Regions from separate parts of the Mus musculus genome. Here region 2 is linked to region 1. Evidence: chromatin contacts called from public Hi-C data. All regions are on one chromosome and are shown on one strand. Each heading gives the region's core, a stretch centred on a gene start, on an enhancer-like site or on the middle of the called end of the contact. The rest is flanking DNA. Distances are from core to core; before and after follow the strand shown. Region 1 has its middle 68 kb from the start of Gm33510. Region 2 has its middle 44 kb from the start of Gm33510.

Region 1 (3,912 bases), core at 739-3,238:
TAAGAAGATTGAAGAATGTCACCATATGAGGATAGACTGTCACAGGCTATCATATGTCCTTATTGTCGTTCATTCGTCTAAAGACAGCAGCTATTTCTGTCCTCTTGACACTCATTTCCCTAATAATGATATGTACCTCTCAAATGAACCCTATATTCCACATATCTCTCTCTCCCATGTGAAGATGTGCGTATCAGCATCTGAACGTGCTTTCTATAGTGTTTCTGTTCCCCTGTAACTAACGTGCTCTATTCCCATTAAGCTGTCAGTTAACTATCTGTTCTGCTAAGCCTCTGGGGAACACTTTCCCCTTGACCCCAAGAGGTGGAACACTGTGATCCACAACCTGAACAGAAGTTCACTCAATAAGAACAGACTCAGAAATGACGCAGATTATGAAATAATTTGCTTATAACTTCAAAGGGTCTATTGTATTGGCGAGTTTCGATTTCAAAGAAACAGAGAAGAAAAATTAAGAAATCTCAACCAAGAAACTGAAACTACAAAAAGGAAATGTGAGAGACCATGAATGCAACAGCAAAGTTTAGAAATTAAAAAAGCAAAAACAAAACTGAGCTTATCAGCAGGTTAGAAACTGAACAAATTATCAGTAAACTGAAGAGAAAACAGCCGAAATTATACAAACTAAAGGATAGAAAGAAGATCAAGCTGAAAAATTATACTGAGATCTCAGTCACCAATCACACATTTCTAAGCAGATTTAAGAGACTCAATAAAACCCAGAGGGTAAACAGAAAGACCACACCAGCTAGGCTGGAGCAGATCGTGTCTGAGGGGTATGTAATGGGGGATTTATTTTAAGGATTTGATTTTAAGAAAAGTCTATAAAAGGTATATTGGCAAATTAGACACAAAGTTACCAAGGAAGTAAAAGCACAAAATTATCATATTAAGGGAGCCTATGAGGAAAAATTAAAATCCCTGAGGGAAGATCCAGAGCCCACACGCACAAACACGGATAACCTGTTTGTCTTGCCTGTTGCTGTTAACAATAGAAATGAATCGCAAGCAGCGGTGATAGCTGGCCCCTGAAGCTACTCATGACTGGGCCTGGAATCGGAAAGATCTAAAAGGATATTTCTGCAAGCCCAGCTGTTTCTCCACAATATCAACTAGGTTACCAGCTGATCAGGAAAGACAAGCATGTTCTACAGCAGTGCCTGGAACCATACCAACCACGGTAAAGTGGGGTTGTGAGTTCACATCTACTTTCCCAATCCCACACAGGTTTCTACTGAAGCCATTCTTAAGCTGAGACCACGTGGTTAAGTGATTCTGAGAAGCATCACAGTTTAACTAATGTGGTCCAGAACAGGTACCAGAGTCTACTCCTTTATAATGTGGTGGAGCTTCCATGTATACCTCACTCTAACCACATTTGTTATCAAAAAGCAATAGTAACAAGCTGGAGAGATGGCTCAGTGGTTAAGGGTATTGGTTGCTCTTCCAGAGGACCCAGGTTCATTTCCCAGCACCCACATGAGGGCTCACAACTCTCCAGGGGATCCAGGGGATCCAGCACTCTCTTACAGACACACATATAGGCAAAATACCAATGCACATAAGACAGAAATAAACTGCTTTAAAAAGCAATAGTAAAATTATTTATATGGTACAAATATCAGATTATAACTAAAAACTGTATTGAAACTTTTCCCAAAGTTAAAAAATTATTCAAATTTAATTAATATTTCTTTTTCTCTATCTGAATCACACTCTTCCTTTGACAAACCATAACTTAAAATTGGAACATTATCTAAATTATTATGTTATCGTGCTTAGTAACAAACCAAAGATGGTTAGTTAAATGCCTATACACATATAAAAGCAAAGAAATGCTCAAATAAGTTAGTGCTTATTTCTGTACTTGGTCACATGATTTCTGCTAATATTTGTAACTTCCTTCTTCCTTTGACCTCTCATTCCCTTTGGTTTCAAGCAAGCACTTTGGCTGCTTAAAGTTCTTTGTCTAATGCAATAGTTACCAACCTGTGAGCTTCGACCCTTGGTGTCAGGTGACATTTTCCTAGTGGTCACCTAAGACCATCAGAAAACACAGATATTTACATAATGATTCATAACAGTAGCAAGATCACAGTTATGAAGCAGCAATGAAAATCATTTTGTGGTTGGGGGGGTCACCACAACATGAGGAACTGTATTGAAGGCTCACAGCCTTCAATTAATTAATTAGGAAGGTTGAGAACCACTGATCCATTGGAATAAATTAAACTTTAACAAGGAGGAAGAGGAGGAGGAAGAGGAAGGGGAGGGGGGAAGAGGAGGAGGGAGAGGAGGAGAAAGAGGAGGAGGGTGAAGGGGAGGAGGAGACAGAGGAAAAGGGTAGGAGGAGGGGAAGGGGGGGGGAGGAAATCACCTCTGAATAGTGCTGAGGAACTAGCTAACACCAGTCCCCACCAGTTGGGCAGCTTATGTCTAGTAAATTCCTTCTTGGTTGGTTTTCTGTGTGACACCAGGAAGCAGGCTAGAATTCATTCTCATGTGTTATTTCCCTAGGCTATAATCCGTGTTCACTGGTCTCCAAGGGGCTGTGCGTGCTGTCAACACTCAGAACCTCTAATAGTGCTCATAATGTGTGCTTAATGTCTGCCATTCTTATTCAACCAGTGAATTAAGTCACTCCTGAGGCAACAAATAGAAATGGTGGTGCTTTATGCTAACAGCAACAGAGAAAAATAAAACAGAAACATTTCTTAAGATCAAAGCAAACACAATAGAAAATTTAAAAATGAAAATAAAATGTATAACAAAGTGTTATGAAAGCCACAAAACAGCCACCAGTCCATCTTTTTATGACCGCAGGGCTGCGCTGATGTTCAGGCCAGCCAGCCACACAGAGAAGCTGGCATGATTAGATTCTGTTCATTCAGAAAACTCCCTCAGTGATATAGACCACAAGTTTACTAATCATTTAGAGCAAACTAATTTAAATTTAAATTATGGTGTTATCGCTCTAGTGAGTCACAATTTTATGACTTCATAGCACACACGTTCTCACTTCTCGTTTTGTTCCTCCTTCTTAAATTGAGGTTTTAAAAATTCTCCATTTGTGTGTTTGTCTAGAATATTTGTATACCTGTAGCTAGTCCTGATAGCACCTAGCAGATACTTTTTCACTGATGCCTCCTGGCCAGATACTACTTTAAATCACGTAGTTATTTGCCTGTGAAAACTATTTGACATTTCTGTTTTGAATTTACTAAGTTGAGAATTTTCATTAGGAAATTGGCTGGGCCATCCATCTCCCAAAGAGCCCCAGGTGTTTTCTTGTTTTTTTTTTGTGTGTGTGTGTGTGTTGTTGTTGTTTGTTTGGTGTTTGGTTGTTTGTCTGTTTTTATCCTTCCTGGGGACTTCTTTTGTTTTCTTTTGAAAGCCACTCCTACAACATGACCTGCCTCGGAGGTAGAGCCTTTGTTATAGCCCCGCTGAGCTGGAAATCTGCACACGTTTCTCTTTCATTTGCTCATTAATCTAACAAATAATCATTAATTGCCTGCCTCTGTAGATCCCTGGCATACAGTTGTGAGAAGATGGATGTAGCCCCTCCCTAATAAAATTTAAAGTGTCTTGTTACGTGGATGATTATCTGAATAATGATCTAATTGAGAATGGTGAATGCCATGAAGAAAAAAAATCAAGAGAAGGCAGGAGACAGCCCAGTTGTTACATTCTTTGCCATGCAGGCATAGGGCATGGGTTACTAATCATTTAGAGCAAACTAATTTAAATTTAAATTATGGTGTTATCTCTCAGATAACAGAGAGTCATTTGCTTGTAATCCTAGCACTGGGAAGGCAGAGACAGGAGAATACCTAGGGCTGCTGACTGGCCAGCTTTGTCTAGCTGGTGTGCTCCAGGGCCAGACCCTGC
Region 2 (3,912 bases), core at 595-3,094, 110 kb before region 1:
GTATAATTCTGTGCCGAAGTCAAATTTTCACTTTAGCTCTTTTGTTTGTTTTTATGAAGATGGATAAAGTCATTTTCTTACGAGTTGTTCCTAAGAGTCCTATGAGAAACAGCTGCAGCCTTCTCTTCTCTCACGTGTTCATTAGCCACCTGACTTACTCAGTGCTTTCTTCTCTGGGTCACAGTCCTAACTCTCATTTATTACCACTTATTACTTTCCAGTGAAATTCAACGCCCCGATCACCTCAAACTTCACCTTTTTTTTCCATCTACATTTCTCTTATGCAGACTTACATGTGGAAAGATGAAATCGACCAGCTGAACTGGAAATGATAGAGGTTCATTTTTCATTCCACCTTGTAGTGGTTTTAAACATGCTTTGCTTAGGGAGCAGGGCTAATAGGAGGTGTGGCCTTGTTGGAGGAAGTGTGTCACTGTGGGACTGGGCAATGAGACCCTCCTAACCATGTGGGAGGCAGTGTCCTAGCGGCCTTCAGATGAAGGTGTAGAACTCTCAGTTTTGCCTGCACCATGCCTGTCTGGACACTGCCATGCTCCCACCTTGATGATAATGAACTGAACCTCTGAACCTGTAAACCAGCTCCAATTAAATGTTGTCCTCTATAAGAACTGCCTTGGTCATGGTGTCTGTTCACAGCAGTAAATCAAAACTAAGAGACACGTCATACATGTAAGATGGGCTTCACTTTAATGTAAACTTCATCAGAAAAATATCAGGCCACTGAGAGAATGAGAATTGTGACATACGGTTAGATAAAACTACTTCCTTTCCAACACTTCCTCCAACAAAGCCACACCCACTCCAACAAGGCCACGCCTCCTCTAATAAGGACACACCTCCTAACAGCACCACTCCCTAAAACTACTTCATCTGAGGGTTGGGTTCCTGGACAAGGTCTTCTTGTGCTGGATCTTCCTTGGTAACCTTATGTCAAAGTTCTTAGTCATAATCGCGCCCTTCCTATATAAAACATGATTTTGTGATGGTCCTAGGGATTTATCTCAATTAATATTCACAGAAATATTTGTGAAATAAAGTTCTTTCCGATTCTCTTCTCTGCTCTTTTCAATGAGAAATATTCCTTAATGCTACAAATGCACTTGAACGTACCTATCGAAGGTATGTTTTATTATGTTCTGTAAGTGCCTACAGAGCTACAACTTTTTAATGTTGGTTATGATACTATATGCTGAGATTTATGGAGGGAGCTAAAGCCATCTTATTAATAAGAGTTCATAATTATGTAAGACCATAAAGGACATTTTCAGGCAGACTGATTCACCCTTTCCATCAAACCATCATATTGGCTCTAAGACATTGGCTCTAAGAGCTTCTAGCTTTGCTTTTCTGATGAAGTCTGAACTTAAACAAGAAAGGAAGTTCCACCTTCCATGGAAGACACAGTATAAAAAAAATCTCTGAGGCTTTCCTGTTTGGCTGGTATAAACTCCACGCCTGTGTTTATCTCCAGCTCCTCCTGGTTAGGGGGTGTCCGTGTGCCAGTCATAGCTAACATACTTTCTTGAGGTGTCTTTGAACAAAGTCCTTTTGCGACATGCTGTGTGTATTTACTTTGAATGACTGTGAATTTTAAATTTGGATTAGGAAGTTGATAACACGACTGAAATTAATGTCTCTTCTCCATCTTTAATTTAGAGAAGCAGGATGGAGTCCAAATGGGAAAGGAATTGAACATAAGAATCTTCCAGGTTAACCGACCGGGAAGTAGCCCAGAGAAACTGGGCTGACGGGTAGGATCTAAGCACTGTGTTGTGCTTCAGTTTCTTGAACGCTGGCTTCCGGCACCATGATGCAACTGCTATCTGTCTTTATTTCCCTACTGTGGTTTTTGTGGGCTCTTTGCTTTAGAACTGTGTATTGTCTGGAACCCTGTGAGGATGAAACGACATTTTCAGGTTCGCAGTAGTGGCCAGGATCTGTCTGCGTGGTTTTTGATCTTTAGTTTGTGATATTGTGTATAGGATACTTTCTCTAGTTGCTATTATGACAAAGTGAATGCTCCCTTAAGCTGGTTATGAATGGCGTCCATGCTCCACTAAGGGAAAATAATGAAACCATTAACAGGTTAGTTCAAATTAGGTTCTTCTCCCTTTGCTGGTCAGCCAGCCCTGTGTGATTGCCTTGGTTCTCAATTTTATAATGAAGTTCAGGGTCAGTGGGATGTTTCATCAATAAACCTCCTTCCTCATAAGCAGAAACTGCTCAGTTTGATTCCCAGAAGCTATGTGAAGAGACTAGAAATATTGTCACATGCTTGCAGTTCCAGGATGGAGAGAAGGAGACAGGCAGGGGACTCCTGTAGCATATTGGCCAGCTTGCCTAGGCTACGTGAAGAAGCCCTAGGCCAGGGAGATCCCTGTCTGAAACCCAAAAGCTGGAAGATGCCCAAGAAAGGACTTGAGAGGTTGTCCTCTGCTGTCTGCACATGTGCACCCTACACACATATGTACACATCTAGTGAGCCATGCACACACACACACACACACACACACACACACACACACACACAATCTATATGTTTACTGGTTTACAGAAAACAGATGTAATTATGAAATGATAGCTTTGGCACCAACAGGTCAGACTTGGTGGTATACATCTTTAATTCTAGCACTCAGAAAGCAGAGATAAGTAAGTCTCTATGAATTTGAGTCTAGCTTGGGCTACCCAGAGGGTTCCAGGCCAGCCAGGGCTACCTAGTAAGACTTTTAAAAATAACAACAAAAACCATTTTTATTTGTTATTGTGAGTAAGGTCTGTTGATGTAGGTCATGGAATTGTGAACCAATGACAGGTAAACAGCTTATCTGTATTATTTCTTAGGATGCATATGCCACAGGGTTTTTTAAATAATAGAGTATATTTACATCATCCCTTTTATCATTAGAAGGCTGAGGTTAAATAATACTAATGGCTAACACAAAATTCCTTAACTCAAGTTTTGAGGTTCCTAACTTACTTAATTCTATTGACAGATTACTGTTCTTGGTGTGTGTGTGTGTGTGTGTGTGTGTGTGTGTGTGGTGTTTTTGTTTATAGCAATACCTTCCTAAAGCCTATATGAAAATAAGAAAAAAAAAAACAAAAACCTTTTTAGTTAGCCAGCCTGAACTATGTAATGAGTTCCAGGACAGCCTGGGCTACAAAATAGAGCTCCGGTCTCGTGTGTGTGTGTGTGTGTGTGTGTGTGTGTGTGTGTGTGTGTGTGTGTCTAGGGAGTGAGAGTGGAAAGTTGATAATGAGTTCAATTTCTAGTAATAAATTTATTTATGAGATGAAACTGCTCAAAGCAATGTTAAAACCATCATTGGGTGAAAGGTCCCAGGGACTCAGAGTTGTTGCTTTCTAAGGCTTTCCCCAAGCATTAATGTTAATTTTGAATTCATAATAATAATAAAAGGAAATTTGTGTCCCATTGTCAGATATTATTAACTACTAATATGATAAACTGTTTTTAATTAACCAGAATACACTCTTGTAATTACCAAATGCAGACAATTTTGTTTAGTTCTGAGTAAAGTACAACAGCCTGCAACATGCCGTAGAGGTCCTTGCAAATTTTCCTGCCCCTGGCCTCCTGACCTTCCCACAATTCCCTCTTTATGCCCCCCTCACATCTCTGTTTTTCTTGCCTTCTGTAAGAATCTGAACCAACACAGTACTGCAGATGCAAGGAACAGGCTGATTTGATTGCACACCTTCCTCTGCAGCTCTAAGGTGGCCTGTGCTCTTTCTATGGACGATTTCCTACTGTGTGTGGGCCTCTAACTGAACTAAAGTACAAGGGTTACCATTTCTCTACCCTTTTAAGGACAGAGTGGAAAGACTCCAGTGTCTATAGAATTATCTATAGTTTTACAGAGAGAGTAACAA

The links. A called contact is a pair of places that touch in the nucleus more often than the background predicts.
Region 2: a contact with region 1 is called in a Hi-C map of bone marrow-derived macrophages, with 29 read pairs. The contact joins two enhancer-like sites. A contact is called at or near these places in 1 of 15 datasets of contacts at CTCF or cohesin (CD8 T cells), 1 of 484 Hi-C or Micro-C datasets (bone marrow-derived macrophages) and 1 of 115 datasets of contacts at active chromatin or transcription factors (CD8 T cells).

What each region holds. Positions count from the first base shown.
Region 1 is chr10:20,768,752-20,772,663 of GRCm38.p6, reverse strand. No RefSeq gene overlaps it. Among named protein-coding and RNA genes, the nearest start is that of Gm33510, 68 kb to the left of the region's middle. Within about 2 kb of position 1,988, at least 18 of the 459 cell types and tissues checked have an H3K27ac peak or open chromatin away from gene starts, as enhancers often do. A contact at or near this core is called in bone marrow-derived macrophages, where this site is marked.
Region 2 is chr10:20,880,738-20,884,649 of GRCm38.p6, reverse strand. No RefSeq gene overlaps it. Among named protein-coding and RNA genes, the nearest start is that of Gm33510, 44 kb to the right of the region's middle. Within about 2 kb of position 1,844, at least 90 of the 459 cell types and tissues checked have an H3K27ac peak or open chromatin away from gene starts, as enhancers often do. A contact at or near this core is called in bone marrow-derived macrophages, where this site is marked.